Linked DNA regions of Mus musculus: region 2 is linked to region 1. The links are chromatin contacts, called in public HiChIP or PLAC-seq maps. All regions are on one chromosome and are shown on one strand. Each heading gives the region's core, a stretch centred on a gene start, on an enhancer-like site or on the middle of the called end of the contact. The rest is flanking DNA. Distances are from core to core; before and after follow the strand shown.

Region 1 (7,170 bases), core at 2,423-4,922:
TTTAAAAAAATAATTGTATAGTGTTCCATTGTATTAGTGGGAACACTTAAAATTAATACTTGTACTTTGAGGTATATGTGTATATGTGCATGCTAGGAATTGGAGATTAAATCTGGGTAGGGTCTTTGTGCATGCTAGGAAATTGTTCTACCATTAAACAATAACCCCAACCCATTCTTACACATTTTAGCACACACACACAAAATATCCGGTGCCAAATGGTTGTCCCTGGAAACATATACACAGACTACCACAGACAGCAGATTCTATGTGTATACATATTTGAATACAGTTAGTGAAAAAAGAGGTCATGGATTTGAAGGAGGCTGGGGAAGGGTTTGGAGGGAGGAAAAGGAAGAAAGAAATATAATTAAATGTCCTCAAAAATAAAATAAAAATAGGAAATGTTAAAAAAGTGCAGAGAATTACAGAAACCATTTATTAACCTAAATAAGTAAGCATTAGTAGTTTTTCATCATTGTGTCAGAAAACTGTTTTCCTTCGGTTAGAAAAACTCACTGGATAGGGGCCAACCTTTTCACTGAAACCCAGTGTCTCTCTTCTATCTCTTAGACTCTTCTCCCAAACACCCCCCTCCCCCATTCAGGAATCTGGAGTTAGTTCATACACTGTTTTCAGAACAATCTAAGCTCTGCGGTCTCTGCGAGTCAGGTTCCTACATCAAGTCTGACTTTGTACATTTTCCTTTCTCGGGAGAACTGACGCGTGAGACCTCCTAGAGAAGCTCCTCCTGGCTGTTTCCGAGAACGTATGGATATGTTGCCGACTCAGCCCATTCAAAAACATCATTGGAGTTTTAGTCACAAGTAATGCCTATATTTAGTTTTTATCCCTGTTGAAATCCACCTGGGAGACCACAGCATGCCTCTGAGGTCTGCTGGCTCACGCCCTGAGCCGATGCTGCACACCTGCATGTGATCCTACCAGCCCCTCAGGAGCACCGTATTCTCTGCCCACCAGAACACCCCGAGAAGCTCATTGTCTCATGCCTCTTCCCATTTCTTTCATGATGAAGGGATTGGGTCTTCTTTATGTGGTCTGATGTTTCATGTGACAAAGAGGTGTCCATAACTTAACTAGAATATGGCATCCCGAATGTGCAAAAATTAGGGAGAAATGAACTGAATTGTGAAATTGTCCCACATTCTAACATGTGGATAGGAATGTTAGAAGAATCAGGGAGAAAGAAGAAGAATGGTGGGTTTTTTGTTTTGTTTTGTTTTGTTTTTGTTTTTTTGTATCCTACAATGATGCAATTATGTGTAATGGAAGGAATAGAAGAGGAGGAGGAAGAAGAGAAGGAGCAGGAAGAGGAGGACAAAGGGAGCATGAGAGACAGAGAGACCGAGAGAGGGGGAGGGGGAGGGGGAAGAGGAAGGGAGAGGAGGGCGCAGATTTCTCTAACAGAGCCAACTAGAATAAAGCAGATTTGTGAGCTTTCAAACAGCCATGGGGAGCCAAGCATTTTCTCCACTCTGGCTGGTGAGGATATGGAAAGTTCTGTTTTCTACAACTGTTTCATGACAGAACTGGGAGTGGATTCCCAGCCTTTGGACCCCCAGAGTCACTTTACAGAAGAAGGTGGCTAAACCAACCACCCTCCCTGTTAGCCACGAAGCCCTTGGGAGGAGCCACTTGTTATTTAAGGGAGAATCATCAGCCTGCCTCGGTTGGAGGGTGGAGAACACACTAGGGAAGCAAAGGATCTGCCTCGGTACACATACACTGAAGATGCCCCCATTGACCTGACGCACTGCCCGCTGGCAAGTGGTGACCTCAAGCCAGGTCACTAGAATAAGGGAATAGATGGTATCAGCTTGCTGTCTATAGGTTCCACATTCTTGGCATTGACTAGGACCGACAAAATTGCTTCTGTTCTGAACATCTACAGGCGTTGTTTTTGCTATTACCCCCTTCCCCTTGCAGTACATATAGCATTACACAGTGTTTGTGTGGAATTAAGCATGGCAGCTAGTAGATAGGTGATTGACATAAAGGGAGAATGAGCGTGGATCATGTGCGAATAGTATTTCGTTTCACAGGAGGGACTCGAGAATCCCGAGCATGTCATCTGTGAGGGATCCTGGCACTAAGCCCCTGTGGGTATGGAGGAACAACTTTCTGTAATCAGTTCTATTTTTTCCCCTAAAGTCTGAAGGGAGCAGGTCCTCAGCTATTTCTTCCACTTGCACCTTTCACACTTCAAGAGGGGCAGAGGTGATCAGATAAGATATGGTAAAGAGGCTGAAAGTAGGGAGAGAGGTTGTGTGTGTATCTCCCTGGGATAATAAGAGAATCTGTCAAAGAAATGTGGCCTGGAGAGTGTCCACAGCAGTTAGACAGAAGAGCTGGTGATGTAAAGTTGTCTAAGAACTCCCGGAGAGGAGGGGGCTTGGGTGGAACCTGAAATGACTGTCAGCTATGGGCAGGACAACAGAAGGGTGCAGGGACTTGGATGGTGGTGGAGAGAGGAAGAGACACAAGAGGGACCGATAAACAGAATTGGTGTAGTGAGGGAAAGAAGAAACTCTACTAGCTAGAGGAGAGAATTATTCTAGAATCCACATCCTATACCATCAAACCTACCAACTCAGAGTTTCCCCGCTTAAGCCACAAGTCACAAGTACATGAAACAGAGCACTCAGAACTTGTTCACATCCACACAAAGGAGCAGGGTGAGTGCCACAGCCCCAGATGGTATGGATGTCTGGTACCCAGACAACATGATGTGGCCAGCTCAGATTCTGCCAACAGGTACATTTGAGGACCACTAAGGACTGTGCCATCATATGGGCCACCCCAGTTTCATCACCTTCAGGGTTGCAAGTTGTTTGGGTTTGTCACTCTCTGGGCAGAAGAGGAAGGGAGGGACAGGGAGCCTTCACACAGCAATTCTTCAGGCTTACAGAGGAATCCCTCAGAGCTGCCGCCGCCACCACCACCACCACCACCACCACCACCACCACCACCACCACCACCACCACCTACTTTCACAAGACGCTTAAGGCCCTCATGGGTTCTAGAGTTGGAAACACTTGGGGCACTTTTCTTTTCTTGGTTCTATTACTTCAGAGGGCCTCAGTTTCCCCCTCTGTAAAGTGGGAATAATGAATGGACCTACCACTCTAGGTTTCAGGAAATAATATCCCCACAGCACCGAGTCACGGCCTGACGTGAACTTTTCAGTCATGTCTAGCTATTCTGGTGGCTGATACTGTTTTTGTTTAGAAGCATCTGCCATTCTCAAGTTTACCATTATCAAAAACAAAAGGACCACCCCGGAAGCAGTTTATTTTGTGGTCAGCCTCTTAAAGGCCCAGTGCAACTCCACGGTGAGGAAACTCTTTTGTCCAGAGAGGCTCATTCTGGGAAAACAAGGAGTCAGCTTTCCTAGGGTAAGGAGAAACTTTGTTCAGGGCAGGCCACCCTCTTTGCTGGTTCAAGCCACGCTGCTGCAGAGAGGGACACAGGTCACCTTCTGGTCACCTTATCTGTGTCCCTGTGGAACATTCACATTGATTGCACTGCATTGTGACCCTGGGCCTCTGCTCCAATCTCCCACGACAAGAGGCTGGCTGGGAGCTGCTGGAGAGCAGAGTGCTGGCTATTGTCCCTCCAGACACGTCAGGCAGTGTGATGACAAGGACCTGCTCTGAGAAGCCCTGACATCATCCTCCGGCTATGCCCACAGGACTGGCTCTTGGCACTGCCCCCTTGGGACCTCAACTCCCCCATTCCCTGGAAGTGATTAGATGAATGAGTCAGCTGTACTTTCCTGTGTACGCACGTTTAACATTCCAAGATTAAATGAGATAATTGGAGGCCTAGTTACTCTCTCCCTAGAACCTGCACCCAGGGCTATGAAGGAAGGGTCGGGCGCAATGGGAGAGGGCACCGCCTGATGTTCTACCTCCAAGTTAGTGTCCTGAAGGGCAGGGGAGCTGTTTTTATTTGGGGACAGACTGACTGACCATCCCTAACATTCTTCAGAATGAAAATGAAGCAATATCTGTTTTCCAAGGGTGAGTGCCACAGGTCATTCACATAGATGTAGATGTTGTTTAATCTTGCCTGTTGTCAAGGAGACTTGATGAGATCCAACAATATACTATAGTCTATGGCCTGGTGGTTCCTCTACTTGAGAGAACTCAACTTCTCTCAAAGGACATCAGTAGTCTTCATTATAAAATGGATGTGAACTGGTACCCAGGGTTCCCTTTCCTCAGATCTGTGACACCTCAGAAACTCCTCTTGTGTCTCTTGACCAGATCTTCATAAATCAGAAGTGCTAGCTACTATGTATATGTATTACGTGTCAGTTCTAGAGGTCAAATACTAGAGTCAAAGAATATTATCCAGTATGAACATGATATACTCCCCTGGTCTCCTTCTTCCCTTATGGGACAGCCACTCAATGTCCCTGTGTCACCTGTCAATACCTCCTGCTACCCCACAGGGATCTTGCAAGATATCCTCAACTCCAACTGCCCATCTCTCAGCAGTACTGAGGTGGGTTCCGCAGGACTGATGGCATTCAGGTCACCAGGCAGCCCTGCAGAATCGGAGGGCCACTTTCTTCCCTCAGCACCCACCCTTTCTCCCCCAAATCTGCCAGCTCCCCCATTTTAGAATCCTACCCTACTTTTCCCAGAGTTTTTCTTCAGAAAAACATTTGACATACATGCCATGGTGGATTTCTTTCCCCTAAGGATCGTTTGTACTTTGGAAGTGATTTCTCATTGTGGAATGGTAGAATTTTGTCCGTGAGAAAGTAAGGCATGCCAAGGCAAACAACCCTACCATCTGGCACAGGGCCATTGTTATTGTATATCTGCCTTTAAAATGCATGATCAGTGTCAAAACTCCTTGGTCTCTGAACATGGACCGGGTTCTGAGTGAGCTGAAGAGGTTGATTTTGAGGTAAAGCCTGTGGGTCACAGACCAAGATATGTTGAATAAAGAGGCCTTCAGATACATGACAGCTGGAAATGGATGGCCTTGGTGGGTCACACATTGGTTTCTATATTTAAAGGTTATGGTGATAAAATGAATTTATTTTTGACAACAGAGCTACATATTCTAAAACACTGGTTGAATGGAAACTGAAGTGCTGACTTAGATGGAAAACCTGGTCCAGTCCAAAGACAAGGTTAGAAACCTTTCAGTTGTAGCTGGAGCTCAGGGTCCTCCCACTCTTTGAGGAATCCAGCTGGGTTTGGTTTGCCTCAAGCCAGGAGTCAAACCTATGGACAAAACCCTGCTTCCTCTGGAGCTAAGGGATACTGGCATCCTGTGAAGAAACTGTTTAATGATCATGTGATTAGAAACTATTTACATGTGAGAAGAACCCAGGGCTCTCAGTACTGAGGAACATCTGAGTAATAACGACCACTCATAAACATAACAAGGCCATTCTGCATTCTGTAGAGAAGTTATCAGTCCCATGAATATCATGTTGGTTATAAGCCATGTCCTGACATGATGAAGTTTTTCACAAAAGGATGATAGGCAACCAGATGTCCTCTGAGTGGTGGCCGCAAGAGCCTGAGCTTTGTCTTCCTGTACAGTATGCCATTCCAGAGAGATGAGAATGAGACCAGCTGGAGTCTCTAAAACCATATTCAGAGAAGACACTCACAAGTCAGGCAGGGGATCAGTAGCTGGCATCCAATAAGAAAGAAAAGTCTGTGGTAGGAAAAGCCCAGGCGGGAAGGCTCACTGTCAAAATGTCCTTGCTTGTGTTAAGAAAGGTTCTAGATCATTCTATCTTAGGCTTTGATTAATCCTGGAGGGAGGGAGACAACGTCCCAGTAGGCCTCTCAAGTCTGGGAGGAACATAGAAACACAGCTGGAGAGAGAACCACAATGTATAAACACAACTGGAACGGCACGTGCACGAAGAAGAGGAAATACACAGAGGCTGTGGGGCTGACAGAAAACACCACACAAGCTCATCCCCGCCTTGCCACAGAGGGAATGTGGTCCCCAGGAGTAATGGGCCAGAGAATGGCTGGGTCATCTCTGCTGCTGTGAGGGCTCTAGCTGCTGTTTCTACAGCTGGACTCCAGGCAGCCTTGTGATATTTCCTAGTGTATGGCCATTTGCTTGTGAGGCCCATAAGCTCAGAAGGGGGCACAGGGATGGAGGGACACGTGTTCTATTGTCTGCTGGCACCCACTTCTGGGATTTTCTTAAACTAAAACAAATATATCTGTAGCTGTCTTCTTCAGCTATCCCTTGTTTATTCTGCACAGATTCCCTACCATACAATAGTCCCGAGTTTATTTCTCTGCTCTTTCTATGCATCGCTTGCCATATCCTGAACTGCTAACACACTTAGCAGCTTTGACTATGATAGTTAACACACTTGCAAGTTCTGATCATTGATGGAGTGTTTCCAGTGGAGTCTGGCACATTAGAAGAGAGTCAATAGCTATTAGGAAGAAATGCATGCATGGAAAGGCAATCTTATGTAGTCCATCAGTTTAGATTCCCATATGTGTTGAAGATTTGCTTGTGTGTGCTTTCTTCTGAACTAAGAGCCACCAGAGGGTGATGCTGAGTGTCTGGTTTTGCATTATTGATGGGCCCCTCACAGTCAGCAGTTAGAACAAGAATTTGTCACTTTTCCCACCTCACTTCTCCACTGTATTCCTGCCTTAATGAGCAGTGACATCATTAACTTTGCTCAAGAGAGAAACCCATGTGTCACAGGGTAATCAATGAGCATTCAATGCTGGCCATATCAGACTCTCTTTTCATACACTCAAATGCAGGACTTATTTCCAGCTCATCAGCTCTTAAAAACAAGCCTATCAGTCTTCCAATGGAGTTCTGACCTCCCCTGTCTCTCACAAGCCCACTTCACACCAAAGATATGACCCAGTCTGCAAACATAACCTGATCCTGCACACACACACACACACACACACACACACACACACACACACACACACACTCACTCACTCACTCGTGGCTCACCAGAACCAAACTTCCTGTGATAACCATTACCTATTTTTTTTAATCCCTCAAAGATTATGTTTGTCACCTCGACAGTAGTGGCCTACACCTTTAATTCTAGCACTCAGGAGACAGAGGCAGGTGGATTTCTGAGTTCAAGGGCAACCTGATCTACAGAGCAAGTTCTAG
Region 2 (7,170 bases), core at 1,554-4,053, 350 kb after region 1:
GGTAATTAGGCTCTAGGTCTGCAACACTCCATCACTCAGCGTCTGCAGACACAGCTTCTTGTCAGGAATTCTCCTTCACATGAGCAAGTAGACAACGTGGAAGCGTGGAAGATGGAGACATGTTCTCAGAGAACTTCTAACCTCACTCAGGAGAAGCCGTATCCTGTAAACTACACTAAGGGGGAACAAGGCCTTGAGTTGATGAAGGATCCTGTTCACAAGCCTTCATAGAAGCTTGAAGAGGAACACATTGCCCCGGGGTGGAAAAAGGCTTACCTCAGCTCCACCATGAAAGTTGGATGGTCTGTGCCTACAGAGAGAGTTAGACAGAGAGGTTGCCTTAGAAAATTCTGAACAAAGACTAGCACAGCCCCTCTCTATCCATAGATAGACTCCAGGACACATGCTGCCATAAATACCAAAATCCAGAGGTGCTTTCATAGAAGGTGCCATAATGTTTGTATATCATCTATACTTTAAATTATCTACAAAGGACTTCTAACAAGGAGTAAGGTATGTAGATGGTTGCTATTCTATATTGTTTAAGGAATAATAATATTAAGAAGGAATAAGTCTGTATATGTTCAGTATAGATGGTACTGTTTCTCCAATGTTTACACCCTACAACAGGTTGGATCCATGAATTTGGGCTCCCAGATTTGAAGCGCCAGCTACGAGTGTGTGTGCAAGCCAAGTGAGGGAGTTCAATATCCAGTGGCGCTAGGTGATCATGGTCCAGATCTGCATCTAGACTGCATGGGCTTCGAGCATAAGCTCTATCCATGAAAGTCAGAGCATCTCCATGGGGAAAGTGAGGAGGAGACAGACTTGTCTCAAGGTGAATGTAGGCATGGTGCATACACTGGATGGTGGTGCAAAAGCTTAGTGCTCAGTATCAGTGTCCACAGGCTACTTAGGCAATATGGATCTGACTATGAATACTGACATCATCTTGGTAAGTAGAAGAATGGAGACCAAAGATAATGGCACTACTAGGTGTGTTACTATTGAAACTGTATCCTCATCGTGTTTAGATTAGAAACCCTCAGGTCTGTGATCTAGAAGGAAATAAATGACCATTTAATAGGTTTATTGTTGTTGTAGTTTTATTTACAAAATCACACACAGTGGGTTAGAAACTAGGTTTCTGTGCTTGTAAACTTTAGTGTCTAATTTGTCGTCTCCCTTTCCAGAATGAAGGCAAAACATTGAAAAAGAAGCTATAGTTTTATGTCGTTTGTCCCAGAGAAAGTTTATTTGCCTTCCCAGCTTTTCCATATCCATCATCAAAACCATAAGGGTAAACCTCTCTGGAACAATTACCCCCCTTCCATCCCCTTCTCCTTCCTAATGTGGGGATGAGGTTTGCATCCTGGTTCCATCCAAGAGCACCAGCCACAGCCTGCAGCCTCCTGTGGGGAGTCTGGCTTTGATTATTTGGAGACAAAAATAATCTCAGCTTGAAGAGAGATCCCAATCACAACTTTCTAAATAATAGACACCAAAATATCCAATACTCTAAATAGACAAACTCAACCCCTGTTCCTTCTGCAAGAGGCAATGGACAGACGTCACAAAGGGCTGTGGCGCCAAGAACGCATTATACTTCCCAGATGCACAGGCTGACACACTAAGCAAAATATGTATGAAATTTCTCTGGAAGAGTCGAGGAAAACAACAGTCCCTCCCATCCCCCACCAAAGTTAACTGAAGTAGCTTTGCTCAGAGCAGCCAGAGAGGAGACCTGGGTACCATGATGCAGATGCTATGAGGGACTTATTCTTATCTTCAGTGTCTTTTCCTAACTCTCTAAGTTTTTCCTTTATTCCAAAAGCCACCTAAACATGGGAACTCCTTTAAAAGATGGCAATACCATCATCAATTAGGTTAATGACAAGGCTGTAAAATTCTTTCTGACTCCCACCATAGGTACAAGGAACTCTTATTCTGTACAGAACCTAAGCAGACCAAGTCAAGGCCACACCTAGCCACTCTTAAAACAGACACACGACACACACACACACACACACACACACACACACACACACACACACACACACACTACCAGTAATGGATACCCAATAACTTTATAGATGTCAGTTTCAAGAGGAACAGAAGATGAGCTCAAAGGTATTTTCACAGAGGTTTATTGGGAGCTGAGAAGGTGGCTTGGTTAATGAAGTTCATTATGAAGTTCATCATAGCTGTATGAATATGAGCGCCTGGGTTAGATCCTCAGCACCGGTGTGAAAAGGCTATTCACAACAGTGTGCACCTGTGCTTCTAGCACTGGGTAGGTAGAAACAGGGGGGTCCCTAGGGCTCCATGGCCAGGCAGTTTAGCCTAGTTGGTGAGCCCCAGGTTCAGTGAAAGTCTCTGCTTCAAAAACTGAGGTAGAGATCAATTAAGGAAGATGCTCCACATCGAACTTAAGACTCCACACATATGCATAACACATGTGTACCCACATATGCATGTCTATGAATACATACACACACAAGCACACACACACCATAAATAAAAATAAAAATAAAAATTTAGAGATTTATCTATAACTAGCCACCCCAGCTCAGGCTGACTTCCTAACTGCTGCCGTTGAATGGGGGCAAGTATGAAGTATAGTTGGTTTGACTCACCCTTGGAAATCCTCAAAAGCATAGCTTGTCTAAGTTGTCTTTCATACAGGTCTTGTACTTACTAAGTAATCGAATGGCATTCTGGGTAGAAAGAGGACCCAGTGTTAAGCAAGGGGAATTCCCAAGGAGGTGGCTTCTGCTGTTTTTCTCCAAAAGACCTACACTGGGCTCTCAAGGAAAGGGAGGCATTTTTAGGAGCCTTCTGGTTGGCTGCTTGCTTAGTTTCTATAGGAGGTTGACAGTTAGCACAGAAACTTTTTTTTTAAACCTGACCACAGTAAAAACAAGTGCAATTAGCAGAGAGAAATCCATCGTCTTGTGTGGGACTGCCTTGTTATATGGCTTTCCCTCTCATTTCTGAGAAGTGTCCTGGGACACGGGCTTGGGAGTTTCCCCTTGTATTGTTGTTGGGTTTTTTGCTTTGTTTTTTATCTTTGATTTGGGGTTGTGCCATTGTTGTTGTTAAGCCTTCCTCTCTCCCTTTTTAGCACTCTGCCCTGTGCATCCCTGCCATCTGACAGGTCACCCATGCTGGGAAAGGCAATCTGCTGAAGATTTCGGACAATAGAACTCTACCATTTTAGGGAGCGGCATTTCTCCTCACTCTGCATTCACACAGCAGGGTCTGCCCAGCCAGCCTCACGGCAGGGAACACCTACACACAACTCTGAAATGCCACGCGTTAAATCGATAAACTAGTCAACAAATGACTATAATTCCATCAAAGAGGTGCCCCATTTTTATGAGTAGAAACATGAAGAATACACATCCAATATAGTCCCACTAGGAAATCCAACTTAAGACTAAACCCAAATAGAACATACTTTTCAGAAACAGAGTCTATCTGCCCACAACTGTACAAAATCAGCATGCAGACCCTTCTCCCTGCCATGACCTGATGGATGTTATGATTTTGGTTTTGTTTTGTGGTGAGTGGGGAAGAACATGAAGTTGGATGGATGGAGGGGTGCAAAGGATCTGGGAGGCGTTGAGGAGGAAAAACAATCAAAATATGTTGTATGAAAAAAATAATTTTTAGAAGTAGCAACTACTTTCCTTATTAATGAAAGCCCCAAGATCTATTTCTAGACAAAATTTCCAAAACTACAGTGAAATTTGGTAAATGTAAACTATTCCACTACTGTGAAGAATTAAAAAGACCTAAGGTAGAATAACTTTGTTACAAGGGGGGTGTGTATGTGTGTATGTGTGTATGTATGTATGTATGTATGTATGTATGTGTGTATGTATGTCTACATATTTTCCCTGTAGCTTTCTCAAAGATAACAAATGCATGCACTGTAAGAAAGAGGAATTTAGCAAAAATTTTCCTGTCAGATATAATCTATAGTCATATTTAAGCACAAGGAAATAGAATTAATGGCACTAAGTCTATGGTATCAGGAACCTACCATACTCCAGAAATGGTTTTATACCTCATGTCTGAAGACTTCAAGATTCTCTACTTTTAGCTGGGATACACTAGCTTATATCTCCCACACAGAGTCAACAAATCTTGTAAAGGAAAAAAAGTAACCTGTCAGGTTACTTTAAAGGAGTCAGAGAGATAAGAAGTAGCCAGGAGATGACTCAAGGTTACTCACAGATAGAAGTGAATCAAGGAACTGGCTACCTCATCAACATATGTGGGCTGAGGTTCTCAGAGGCAAATTTGTCAAAGAATGGGGCTGAGATGGTTTAAAATTTTTTATACTTAGTGTCCAACAATCAGCCAGAAAATGTCAGAGATATAAGGCTATAGGACCAGGAACCCAAGAAGAGGTAGTTATTAGAATCAAACTAATGATGATACACAAGTTGTCTTCTGTGACTTCTAGAACAACTGACACAAAGATGTTAGTGAAACAGGAAAAGGGCAGAAAGAAGAGGAGAGAGGTGACATCTGTGAGGAACATTTCAATAACATTTGTATAAAATACAACACTGGAAAATTGGAAGGAGACATTAATAGTTCAATCAGTGGTTTCAACAGGCAAAGAATACAGTGATAATGGACAATGGACAAAACTGTGCTGCCAGACCATAGAGAATGCAATGTATGTGCAGTTTAAATCTCAGAAGGAAAAAAAAAGTAGGGGTGAAGTTTTCCTTAGAAAACTTCTTGAAGCAAAGCTTTCTAAACTGAAGTCATCAAACCACAGATTCAAGAAATATAATGATATTCACATAATTAGGATGAAAGCAAAGAAAGTATACCTTCACAGAACTGCTCAGAATGAGAGTGTAGAGAATATAACTTCTCCCTCAGAGCATCACTAATAGAACTCACCGATGACTTCTGAACCGAATAGCGAGAACTGCTACAATATGCATCTGTAGGTCCCTCAAAGACATGCGCACTAACGCTGGTCGTCAAGATGGTACCACTGAGAAGAAGCAGAACACCTACAAGTTGGGGCAAGGGAGAGGTTTTTAGAAAGAGAATGTTTAGTGGCTCTAAATACCTTTTAGCACAATAACGATACCACAGAGGTTAAGTATCTATAAAGTAAAGTACACGAGGACACTCATGTGAAACATTCACAGTAAAAATTATTCAAGTACCTGTTTATACTCTTACTCAGTGGGATAACGTCCTTGTCACTAAGAGTAGCCTCTAAAGGAATGTAAGAGAATTAGTAGCTAACAATTAATAATGGGAATTTGAACTAATAAAAATGCAGGTTCATCACAAAATAAAGAAAAGTAAGATATTTAAATTAATTTCTTTCAATAACTGATGAGATAAGACTATAAACTGTTAGTTAAAATATGAAAAATTTAGCCAGGCGTGGTGGTGCACGCCTTTAATCCCAGCACTCAGGAGGCAGCGGCAGGCGAATTTCTGAGTTTGAGGCCAGCCTGGTCTACAGAGTGAGTTCCAGGACACCCAGGGTTATACAGAGAAACCCTGTCTCAAAAAACCAAAAAAGAAAAAAAAATGAACAAACTTGAACTGATAAACCTATATAAAACATGGAACTCAACAGCTATAGAGGACATGCATCCTCAAATTTACATAGAGCACCATAAAGTCAATCCATGTGCTATACTATAGCCCACAAAACAGATTTCACTGGATTTAAAGAATCCGGTGGATAAGGGGAAGACTCAGTTGTTTAAAATCCCTACCGCAGATACATGAGGACCAGAATTTGAATTCCCAGAGCCCACATAATGTAAGGTGGTTACAGAGACCCAGCTCTAATTCCAACATTCTGAAGATGGAGACAGCGATCACAAGCACGAGCAGGCTAGCCAGACATTGTCTATCTGTGATCTCTGGGTTCAAGTCCACTGAGAGAGCTGGCTTGGATGAATGAGGTGGAAAGTAACTGAGAAAAGCACCCTAAGGCAACTTTGGGCTTCTACATACCCCTGTATATACATGTGTGTCCACACACTCACACATGCAAACACACATACACACATGCATCCATACCACATGCATACTCATATATGAAGCTGTACATCGTATGTTCTCTGAGAGCAGAAATAGTGAATGAGAACTCCCGGAGAGATGTTGTGTCTGCAGCGATTGATTGACTGGTCAGAGCTGCAGTACATTGAAAAGAATGAAATGCTGCCGATCCAGAGGCTAGCCATTTTATCTTGGGATCGTCCTAGAAAATATAATTTAGAAAACTGGCATAAGAAGAAACAGAAAATTTCAATAATTCTAAATGAGGTAAAGAAATAAAATGCATAACTTAAAATTTTTTTGTGAGCAAATTTTTAGTCTCAGAGAGCTTCATTGCTAAGACTTAGCAAACATTCAAGGGAAAAAAAAGAATGATTTTAATGAAAATCTCAATGACAAAGGGAACTCAAAGTAATCATGTCCCAACAATTGAATGCTGCTGCCAATACAATCTCATGACCAGAACCGGTAAGGCTATAAGAAAGAACAAGAGGCAAAATCATGGGCCACAAGTCTTTCATGAGTGAGGTTGGAAAAGTTCTCCATCAAAGGGTAGTGAGCAAAATTCCCCAGTACAAAATAATATATCATGCCAAAATGGGCACCTGGCAGCAAGTATTATAGCCACATATAACGAAGAGACTGAAAGGGTAGACATTTTTGCTTATTCATGGGTAGAAGGATTGTGTGCATAGAAAATCCCAAGGAACTGATATTTTATGAGAATTAGTAAGTGACTCTAACAAAACTAAATATAAATTCAGTATGTAAAACCACATTGCTTTACCATTCAAAGCAATACGAATGAGAAAAAGAAATACTAAAATGGTATCAAAACAGTACCCAAACTCAATTTTCAAATATCTAAGGATAAGCCAAACAGACGATAGGAAATGTCATTATTTTCATAAAATCAGAAATCATTATTGAGAGAAACAGAAAAATATCTAAATAATAAATAGATAGATATACCATGACTTTGGGGTGAAATCTTGGATACTACCAATTGCAAATATATTTCTGGCCATAGTCAGGTCATGCGACATGCCCTTAAAAACCCAGGTCAAAGCCAAGGTTTGTGAATGCTAGTCAAGTTTTCGAATAGCAGAGTTA

What was found. HiChIP or PLAC-seq counts read pairs in DNA pulled down with a chosen protein or histone mark.
Region 2: a contact with region 1 is called in an H3K27ac HiChIP or PLAC-seq map of extraembryonic endoderm stem cells, with 5 times the contacts expected there. The contact joins two enhancer-like sites. A contact is called at or near these places in 1 of 15 datasets of contacts at CTCF or cohesin (embryonic stem cells), 7 of 484 Hi-C or Micro-C datasets (the AML12 cell line, differentiating embryonic stem cells, embryonic fibroblasts and 1 more), 2 of 115 datasets of contacts at active chromatin or transcription factors (extraembryonic endoderm stem cells and trophoblast stem cells) and 2 of 9 other capture datasets (embryonic stem cells and embryonic trunk).

What each region holds. Positions count from the first base shown.
Region 1 is chr11:65,205,984-65,213,153 of GRCm38.p6, forward strand. The region is part of intron 5 of Myocd (myocardin); the gene reads right to left. Among named protein-coding and RNA genes, the nearest start is that of Arhgap44, 47 kb to the left of the region's middle. RefSeq lists an enhancer at 2,872-4,474. Within about 2 kb of position 3,673, at least 37 of the 459 cell types and tissues checked have an H3K27ac peak or open chromatin away from gene starts, as enhancers often do. A contact at or near this core is called in extraembryonic endoderm stem cells, where this site is marked.
Region 2 is chr11:65,556,833-65,564,002 of GRCm38.p6, forward strand. No RefSeq gene overlaps it. Among named protein-coding and RNA genes, the nearest start is that of Gm26128, 66 kb to the right of the region's middle. Within about 2 kb of position 2,804, at least 1 of the 459 cell types and tissues checked has an H3K27ac peak or open chromatin away from gene starts, as enhancers often do. A contact at or near this core is called in extraembryonic endoderm stem cells, where this site is marked.